2 separate regions of the Mus musculus genome follow, and region 2 is linked to region 1. A link is a contact called in public promoter capture Hi-C data. All regions are on one chromosome and are shown on one strand. The core of a region is the stretch at or near the end of the contact, and the rest is flanking DNA. Distances in the headings are between cores, read along the strand shown. Region 1 overlaps Ccdc33 (coiled-coil domain containing 33). Region 2 overlaps Pml (promyelocytic leukemia).

Evidence for each region. Capture Hi-C pulls out chosen DNA fragments and counts their contacts.
Region 2: a promoter capture Hi-C map of adipose tissue shows a contact between it and region 1. The contact joins two enhancer-like sites. A contact is called at or near these places in 13 of 39 promoter capture datasets (the 3T3-L1 cell line, the C10 cell line, the HPC-7 cell line and 8 more), 4 of 15 datasets of contacts at CTCF or cohesin (the G1E-ER4 cell line, the NIH/3T3 cell line and embryonic stem cells), 57 of 484 Hi-C or Micro-C datasets (the 3T3-L1 cell line, B cells, the G1E-ER4 cell line and 37 more), 17 of 115 datasets of contacts at active chromatin or transcription factors (the HPC-7 cell line, the NIH/3T3 cell line, double positive thymocytes and 8 more) and 4 of 9 other capture datasets (adipose tissue, embryonic tail, liver and 1 more).

What each region holds. Positions count from the first base shown.
Region 1 is chr9:58,035,070-58,039,764 of GRCm38.p6, reverse strand. The region is part of intron 11 of Ccdc33 (coiled-coil domain containing 33); the gene reads left to right. All of the region lies in intron 4 of Gm16130 (predicted gene 16130), which reads right to left. Among named protein-coding and RNA genes, the nearest start is that of Gm16130, 5.1 kb to the right of the region's middle. Within about 2 kb of position 3,299, at least 28 of the 459 cell types and tissues checked have an H3K27ac peak or open chromatin away from gene starts, as enhancers often do. A contact at or near this core is called in adipose tissue, where this site is marked.
Region 2 is chr9:58,228,561-58,233,693 of GRCm38.p6, reverse strand. Pml (promyelocytic leukemia) reads left to right here. Exons shown (of 9, transcript NM_178087.4): 4 at 447-541; 5 at 3,066-3,203; 6 at 3,608-3,866; 7 at 4,287-4,339. Among named protein-coding and RNA genes, the nearest start is that of Mir6385, 10 kb to the right of the region's middle. Within about 2 kb of position 1,718, at least 91 of the 459 cell types and tissues checked have an H3K27ac peak or open chromatin away from gene starts, as enhancers often do. A contact at or near this core is called in adipose tissue, where this site is marked.

The DNA of each region.
Region 1 (4,695 bases), core at 2,050-4,549:
CAGTGGGCTTAGGAGAGAGGAGAGTTCCCGTCATTTTCCCACCTCCTAAGGGTCTCCAAGGCCAGTGGCCAATTTGCTTGGGGTTGGGAGGGGAATGACACGGGACACACACTTAGACTCCACCCCTCCATGAGAGGGAAGGGTTTTCAGCTGTCCTGATGCTCCACCAGGAAGGAAGGAAGGAAGGCTAAGAGGAGGACCTAGCTATAGGAACGCAGAGAGCCAGGAGGCAGGGCCTGGAGGAGAAGCTGGCTGTGTAGAGAGTAGAGGTAGCTGGGAGCTGAGAGCCATGCTGGGTAGGTGGAGAGAATTGGGGCAGGGTAGCACTTCAGGTCCTCCACCTAGACCTGGCTGCCTGGGTTCCACAGAACACTCTGTTTATAAACATCCAGGGTACCTGTACCCCTTAGGAATGAAACAAAAGACCAACCAGACCTCAGCAAAGGGAATGGAATGGCCTCCCTTCAGACCTGTTACAATCAAGGAAACTAGACAAGAACCTGGCCATCCTTAGGTGTGGGCTTGGGTTTAGGGATAGGGGAGAGCTGGGCTCTACAAAGGCAGCTGGTAGCTCTAGGTCTGTGGAGTATGCTAGTTGGGCAGAAGAATTTTCTCTCTCTGCAAAGATGTGGGAACATGAGGGAGAAGAGTAACTAACGCTTTCTAAAGCACAGCTCTTCCTTCCCGCCGGTTCTGTGTGCGTGAGGGTCAGCTTCAAGTCAGCCCCAAGTGATCCCGCTGTGGGGGAAGTTAAGATAGCTTTATTATGGGTCTTGTTCCAAGCTCACCCTCATGCCTCAGGCCCGTAATCTGCCCTCGAGCTAACAAAGGACCCAGCTGACGTTTAAGAATTGCTGTGTGATGGCGCCCATCGTAGCCAGCCCAGGTCTGGGAAGAACTATTGGATCACCTGGAGAAAGGACATGTGTGCTGGGGGGTGGGAGTGGGGAGGGTGCCTAGATGTTGAAACACTATTCAGTTCTCTTTACCACACAGGCTGCCAGGCATCTCAGGAAGCCTTGGCCGCCTCTTGGGACAGACTAAAAGCAGAGTATTGGCGGGAGGCGGCTGCCCTCTGGCGGCAGCAAAGACAAACCACACACCAGCATCTCGTGCCTACCAGCACTGGCCGTGGGGCTTAGGACCAAAGGCTAAGCTAGCCCACTGGCTCCAGATCCCTGCTCTCAACCCTGTCAACACTTTCCACAGCCCCAGCATTCTTCAGGAGCCCCGTGGCTTTGGCTCGGCCACCCGGCTTTTGCCACTTGCGAGGTTCCTCAGCACCCACCACCAATACCTTGGTCTTTTCTCTCCCCATTTCTCAAATCTGAACATGCGCGCTCTCCCTGAGACACATGTCCTAGAAAACTGCCTTCCCAGTGCCCCCACAGTCTGTTGGGTCCACACCCATTGTCTTCATCTTGTTTCTATGGAACTGCCTCCTACTTCAGGCGAGGGTCCTGCCGCCTCCGCCAGGCAAGGGTCCCACAGCCTCTGCCAGGCAAGAGTGCCGCCGCCTCTCATGCAGCACTACTCTTGGTCCCTATACCCCTCTGTTCCTACGTATTTTAGCAGCCAGCGAGCCCTTACTATACCCCCCTCCAGCGTGGGCCCTTCAGTGCCCAGCAGCAGAGACCAGGCTCCTGAGCCCACGTCTCTGCTTGCCCTGCTGCTCTCCCTTGCTCTCCCCTCCCCACAACTTCTCCTCTGCCTCCTCCTCCCAGGTACAGCCTGCCCATATGCCCCCAGGAAGCTTTCTCAGGTTTCCTAGCCCAGACGGGCCTCCTGGAAGCCCCTTCTGCCACAGACACGGGAAGTGTCTGCTACCCCATCAGTGTAGAGTGAACCACCAAAGGCAAGGACTGTCTAGCTTGGCTCTCTTCTAGGACCTGAGTGGCCCAGAACTGTACAAAGTGGCACTCAGCAAGCCTTGAGCACCCTGGGGGATATCGTGCTGCTTTGGGCACAGGCTTTGTGACAGTCTCTGGGCACGCTGCTCACAGCCTCAGTTTCTCTATCTGCATAGCGCTGGTACAAGGGCTATCCTGACTACATAGTTGGCGGTGTGTTTAGAAGATCCTCACTGGGTAATATGCTTTATACTTTACCATAGCACTGACCAGGGTCTAAGCAATCTCCCTAGGGCACTTGTCAGAGAATCCCCACTGTCCTCCCACTGTGACTCATCCCATAAGAAGAATTTCGGGGCCCACTGCCCAGGGCCATTCTTGAATATGTCTTTAAAGAAACTTAAAGTGATTCTAAGAAGTGAGTTACTATTTCCAGGCACCCTAGTGCTCATCAGGGCTAACCTTCCTACTGTCCTCAGATGGCACTAGTCCTTGGGGGCTGACTTCTCATCCCGAAGATGAGGACACTGGAGTTTTGTGCTGTGACTGCAGTAAAGTCCACTCCTGGGCAGCTGGGAAAAGCAGAGCCTGGCACTCTGACTTGTCTCACTCTGGCAGGCTCTGAAGGTCCTAGGAGGGAGTGTTAGTGGGTAAGGAACCTTGGGGTCAGGCACAGTGGCATTTGAGTCGGGCATACCTGTCCCTCCCCCAGAAGGTAACAAGAGAGTGAGACAGCAAGGAAAATCCAGAGCATAGGGTTCTCAAGGCTAGGACATGACGCACAGCGTGGCCCTGAGGGCAGCCCGGCTGCAGGCTGTGGCTAGAGGTCAGGGCTGCCAGCTTGAACCTTGTGGTCAGTCTCCCAGCCCAGCTGTGCTGACAAGGTCCCCACTTGGCCATGCAAATGGAGGCATTTGAGGTTCCCACAGAAACAGACTCTGGCCAGAGTAAAGAAGATGAGGCAGGAGCCCACACAGTCTCCAGACGGAAGCCCCTCTTCCAGGGTGAATAGGCAGGGCTGGGCTAAGAGGCTGGGGAGGAAGAGAAGGGGAGGGCTACTCTTCAAGGGATGGAGTCCCTGGGACCCATTGATCCTCCTCCAGAAGGACCTGATGGCTGTGGCAGGGCCACCTCACCAGAAGCCAACCTCTCCCTCTGTCCTTCCCTTCTTCGTTATGATCCCTGTTTTCTTCCTCTGTAGGGAGGGTACAAATAACAGATCAGAGCTTAGTCCCTTCACAGCCCAGAACTGCAGAGATGGTGAACAGTGGGGTCTTAGAAAGGATAATCCCCTGCTAACCGGACCCCAAGGGGCTGGCAACCTCTTGTCCAAAATGTCTTCTATGTGCACATACACATCCCCTCCCAGTTAAGGTCAGAATGGTGTTGACTCCCCACATGATCTCTTCATTTCGCAATAGTCTGGCCTACTCTCTGTACAAGGACAATTAATTCTAGGACATTCCTTACAGACAGACCAGGCACCAGAGAAGCAGTAGTTAGTGTAAGACTATAGACTGTGCTGCATGGATCATCCTTGAATATGATTTCCTGTATCTGTGCACATGGGACTGTGTATGTATGGAGGCGATAACCATATAAGCTAATAACCCCATTTGGGGCCACTCTAATCAGAGCAGCATAAGATACTGAAGCATCGAGGAAAGTACAGAAGATGAATATCCTCTGTTGAGATATCAGAGACTTCCTTCAGCCAAGCTCTGAGCCCTAGATCCAGCCAGGCATCGGATGAGTCATAAAGTGAAGGCCACCCAGCAGAGGGGGAGCCAGCAAGCCCCGGGTAGTAAGAAAGAAAGAAAAAGAGTTTAAGTGGAACAACCCGTTGAAACAGAAGTAAGACCAACTCTCTGACACCTGCACAGCCCAACCTGAGCTCACAGCAACACCTAGGCCTCCAGGAGGTCCCAAGTTCCACACATGTCCCTGACACCAAATTGTGTGTGTGTGTGTGTGTGTGTGTGTGTGTGTGTGTGTTTGTGTTTGTGTGTGTGGTCCCAGGTTCAGGGTCCCAGTTAGCACTCTGTCTGAAGATACCAGATGGGCATAGATCTGGGGAAGCCAGAACAGATGCTAGGGAGATAGAGCCAATACTGGCACCAGTCAGAGGGACTATAGCCAGAAGGCTAGACAGCAGTGGCAGATGACTGGTGGTGTCCGATGAGTTCCTGCTGGCTGGGGACTCCCCTCCCCTAGAAAGCCATGGCACACCATGCAGCAGGTGGGAGACTATAGCTGGGATATAGTTGGATTCCGCCCCCAGGCAGCTGGAGACCAGGGGAGAGTTGGATGTAGAGTTGTGTTTTCTGGATCCTGGGAGGCCCACCCACAGGAGCAAGGCATCCCACAGCCCAGAAGTCCACAGGCAGCTCAGAGGGCTCACTTGCCTCCCATCTCTGAGCCGTTCTCTTCCAGAACCTTGCTTGCCTGTATCTCAGATCTCAGTCTCTCTCTCTCTCTCTCTCTCTCTCTCTCTCTCTCTCTCTCTCTCTCTCTCTCTCTCTGTGTGTGTGTGTGTGTGTGTGTGTGTGTGTGTGTGTGTGTGTGTCTACAGATACTGCATGCTTGGAACTTGTGCTGAATAGTAAAGAATATGGTTGGCAAACAAATTCAGGGCTGAAGATAAGGCTCAGGAGTTAAAGTACTTTTCTTGCAAATGTAGGGTCTTGAGTTTGAGGCCAAGCACACATGTAAACACTAGGTACAGTGGAGTGTTTGTAGTGCTAGCATGAAAAGGGGAAAACAGAAAAAAAAAAAAAAAAACCTAAGGACTCACTGACCAAGCAATCTAGTCTAACTGATGAGCTCTGGGTGGAGGAAAACTTGC
Region 2 (5,133 bases), core at 469-2,968, 200 kb before region 1:
ACATTTATTCCTTCAGAGTTTTTGTTTAAATCTTTAAGCTGAGACGTCATTTCTGAGCAGCTGTTGAGGGATGCCCCTTTTGACTCTAGGCAGGCTCCAAGGATAGGAGGACTCCCCCACTGGACCACATGAGCCATGGGCTTATAAAGATATGGTCCTAGAATGGAGATGGACTTCTATCTTCTCCATGTAGGCAGTGAATGATTCCCCAGAGATGCAAAGATGTGCATTTGGGGTTTAGAGCCAAAGGTAGAACCCAGTGCTACTGCCCCCCGCCCCCCATTCTATTTGGGTTCATGCCTTCAGCAGTCAACTCCAGCCCCTCTTGGAGGTGTGTTCAATAATAAATAGCCAAGAAAAGCATCAAGGACCTCCTCCCTGTCACTGTCCCAGCTAAGAGTTCTTAGTAGAGTGCTCTTGTGTTCTCCGTTGTGTTTTCCTCCCAGATGCAGCTGTAGCCAGCCCAGAGGCAGCCAGCAATCAACCAGAGGCAGCCAGCACTCACCCAGTGACAACCAGCACGCCTGAGGACCTTGAGCAGGTGAGAAGGGTTTGATGTGGGAGGAGAGGTGGCAGGGCACAGCAGGTAAATGCCTGGGAGTTTTGATATCCTGATGGAGGGAGAGTAGAGTGCCTGAAAGAGGACAGCAGGTCTGGAGCTCGAAAGAGGAGAGGGTCAGGGAAGGGTTGGCTGTCTGGTGCAAGGTTCCTAAATGCCCAACTAGCTCTTGATGGGCCACTAGCCAGTTCAGGAGGGGTCAGACCCAGGGGTGGGCAGGCGGTGAATGTAAAGAGTATAAGCAGTGGCCCTGTTGGATGTGACACAGGATGTACCTGATGCTCACACGGACTGCCAGAGCTGTTTTCTGGGGCTGGCATAGGTGGATCTCCACTCCCATGCACATAATTCTTGGACTTAACACTAAGAGTCAGAGCTCAACCCCACAGATTCCAGGGCCATCATATACCTAATAAACTAGTTGCTTAGGGTTGGAAAACACCCTTAGATAATCTCATGCTGGCATTACTTCTGCCGTATCCTTAGCTCAGCAGCTTTCATATCCAGGCCGTTGGGAACAGGAAGTGCATTGGTTCCTGTTTTGATTGCTCTGACTGAGCACTTCTCAGAGGAGAAACACACGGGTATCCTTTTCATTCTCCTTCATCCACGCTCATAGGCATGGCTCCCCTGCAACAGGATAAGCTCTCTCAGTTCCTTTCTGTGCCTGGCATCTTTCCCTCCCCAGCTTGGTCACTCTGTTACGTGTGACTGCATGTCAAGATGTGGGCCCAGAACCAGGCAGATCTTCTGGTGGGGAGCAAGGGTATTAAACCTTTTCTAGCTTTGCCTTGGGGCAAGCCATGGAAAAGAGATTGCTGTGGGTTACAGCAGTGGGGAAAGGCTTCATGGGGGAGGCAGGACTTTTGAGAATTTTAGAGCTACAAGAGAGCGTGGAGTGTAAAGCCTCTTGCAGGGATGTAGTTAAGACCCAGAGAGACTCAGATGTGAGGAAGTTTAACTTGGGCAGGGTCTTTTTCCATAAAAGTTCCTCGTTTTTACTGTGGTCGTCACCTGGGGGCTGAAGCTAGGACTCGGGAAAGACGTGGGTAGCAGTGTGTGGGAGCAAAGGTCCTGTGAGGCTAAACTATAGCTGCATAGCCAGTGCTGACAGGAGAGGCAGCTCAGGCTGACACAGCACTGCCCCATCCCCCACCTTAATGTCTCCTGCTTCTTCAACGCTAGTGAGAGTTGTATTGAGGAAACAGAAGTAGAGGCACCCAGCCTTGCCTGCAGGGATTTCCTGGCCTAAGTAGAACAAGAGCCTTTTATACGCCAGCAACTGCAGAGCCATAAAGGCAAAGATAAAATGGTGAAAATTCCTGCTCCTGCTCTGAGGATTGAATATATGGGGCTTGGAACATGGCAGGCAGGTGCCTAACCACTGGGCTTCCTGCCCAGCCCCATGCATAGTTTGCAGTTGAATATCTACCTTCAGTGCTTTTGAGGTAGTACCTAGGAGTGTAGAGTTGGTAAGCCATGTGGTGATTCTTCCATTAAAAGAGATTTATTTACTTATTTTATGTATATGAATGTTTTGCTTGCATGTGAGTGTACCATATGTGTACAGTACCTGCAGAAAGGTCAGCTGTCGTGTGGGTTCTGGGAACTGAACAACTGAACCCGGCTGCTTTGCAAGAGCAGCCATCTCTCTCTCTCTCTCTCTCTTTTTAAAGATCTATTTATTTATTTATTATATGTAAGTACACTGTAGCTGTCTTCAGACACACCAGAAGAGGGCGTCAGATCTCATTACGGATGGTTGTGAACCACCATGTGGTTGCTGGGATTTGAACTCAGGACCTTTGGAAGAGCAGTCAGTGCTCTTACCCACTGAGCCATCTCGCCAGCCCAGAGCTGCCATCTCTTGAGCTCCCTTTTCACTATTTGAGGAGTTGTTCCTGCTTCATTTAGCAGGACCCTGAACACCAACTCGGACATGGAATAGTAATCAAACTAGTATTATATTCATTAGCCATCCTTGTCACCCTCACTACTGGGTACTAGATACTCTTCAAGACATTTTGATGGCGTTCAGCAAGTGTCATTATTCCATTTTATGGAGGGAGACTGAGACCCAGTGAGTTTTAAGTAATTCCAATGCATGCAGTAGCTACTAGAGTTTAAGACTCGGGTAAGGCAAGCTCCCAGGAGGCTGGCCTCCAAGTTCCCGACTGCTGCAACTCTGTTGCTGCTGAGGGAAGTGTTGCTTTCAGCAGCAAGCAACCTGTCTGTAGAGGCAGGCAAGCTAGGCTGGTTGTCAAGCATATTCTGAGGATAGGCACCATGGTCCCGGAGGTGTCGTCCTGCCCTGTCAGGACACACACAGATTGAAGCAGTGCCTGGGTGCCAGCAGCCCAAGGTCAGAGGAGGTGACATCATGGAGACTTTTGGGAGAAATTACTTGTCCCAGTGAGCTCTTTGATTGGGACCAAGCTTACACCTGAGGCAGGTTGTAGGCCCAGGGTCATTGCATTTCTAACTTTTCTGTTACCTGCTTTTACAGCCCAAAGAAGTGCAGAGTGTACAGGCTCAGGCCCTAGAGCTGTCTAAGACCCAACCTGTGGCTATGGTAAAAACAGTGCCTGGAGCACACCCTGTACCAGTGTATGCCTTTTCAATGCAAGGCCCCACCTACAGAGAGGTAAGCCCCCACTATTCAGCACTGCCTCAATCTAAAAGGCTTAGACTCCAGCCAACAGTGAGGTGTAATTGGAGAATCTGGGCTTTCTCAGGCCTATATTTGCTCCGTATTCTCCATTGCTCTCAGATGCTCCCCATGGAAGCTCGAAATAATCTTAAGCCACTCTCAGCCCAGCTGGGATGCTGAGACAGCCAAAGCTATGAGATCAACCGAGACTGTTGGTCAGTGGCCATGACCAGTGCACATGGCGACCTGAGAGAGCCTCCTGTTTGCAGAGATATGCTCAGCATGGCCAAAAGAAGGAGAGTGAAAACATGCCACAAACCCCCTGTCACTCAGCTCAGTGTCTCAGCCCAGCACCACTAGAGGCACCCCAGTCACCCCTCTAACTTCCCACTCTTCAGGAGGCTTCTCAGACAGTCGGCTCCATGAAGAGGAAGTGCTCCCACGAAGATTGCTCCAGGAAGATCATCAAGATGGAGTCCACAGAGGAGAACGAGGACAGGTTGGCCACAAGCTCCCCCGAGCAGTCCTGGCCCAGCACTTTCAAGGCCACCTCCCCTCCCCATCTGGATGGGACTTCCAACCCTGAGAGCACCGTCCCTGAAAAAAAGATCCTCCTGCCCAACAACAATCATGTTACCAGTGACACAGGGGAAACAGGTAGGAGGATTAGGCAGGGAACACCTGTGTAAGACTGTCATGCCCTCAGATATCTGGAACACCCCAGGCCCCACCTCCACATTCTAATCCCACCTGGGCACTCAGAGCCATCAGGACTCCCATGCCCGAGCTGCTCTGAGCAGCCATTGAATATGGCACTGGTGGTTTACCCTGTGCTTGCTATGATTTCAGTGTGGGACACTGGAGGGGCTATGCCTTAGCCCTGCCTCCTTCCCTCCGAAAACTGCTAGTGCCAATCTCTGTGCTCTGGGGACATAAACACTCCATCTCCTCCTAGCACACACAGGACAGGGTATCTGTCATCCCCAGCCCATTGGACAAGGATTCTCCTGGATGTCTCACCCTAGCCAGTGGCCATTCCAGGAAGGATTTAATGCTGCCACCCCCTCTCCTTTTCAGAGGAGCGAGTTGTGGTGATCAGCAGCTCAGAGGATTCGGACACCGAGAATCTGGTGAGTAACACGGACTTCAGCCTAGGACTTCTGCCTCCCCTTGTTCAAGGTCCCAAAGGCCACAGCCACAGCAGGTGACTCTCAGGCTCACCTGGCACCTGGAAAATTTCCCAGCCAGGCAATAAAACCTAAGTCATACCAAGGACAGTCTGCAGGCACTAGCTGCATGCTTATTGCGTTCTGACCCTCTTTCTGCATCAGGCAAGAACACCTCTACAATGCTTGCTAGGCTGCTTTCTCCAGGCCATGTCCATCCTCTGTAATATCTTCTAGATCTGGAAGCGTCTCTAGAGTTTCTCTAGAGCTTCCTTGTGTACTTTCTATCTGCTAAGTACTCATGAGGAAAGGTAGACAAGAGTTCATTCCCTGGTTAATCAGTGAGCCGGGCATTGTGGTGACACACACCTTTAATTCCCACACTTGGAGGCAGAGGCGGATATAGATCTCTGTGAGTTCAAGGCCAACCTGGTCTACAGAGTGAGTTCCAGGACAGCCAGGGCTATGTAGAAGATTCTGACTGAAAAACAACAAAGTCAGTCGATGAAGGTTGGTGATAGGTAGAATGTGCCCATGGGTGACAAATAGTGGACATCTTAGAGTAGAAAGAGCTTATTTGGATTTGTAGTTTCAGAGGGTCAGTCCATGATCATCATGGTAGGGAGCTAGGCAGCAGGCAGCAGGCAGCAGGCATGGTGCTGCAGCTGGAGCTGAGAACTCACATCTGATCCACAAACACAAGTTATAGAGAGAGATGGCTAACTGGGAATGACATAGACTTTTTTTTCTAAAGATTT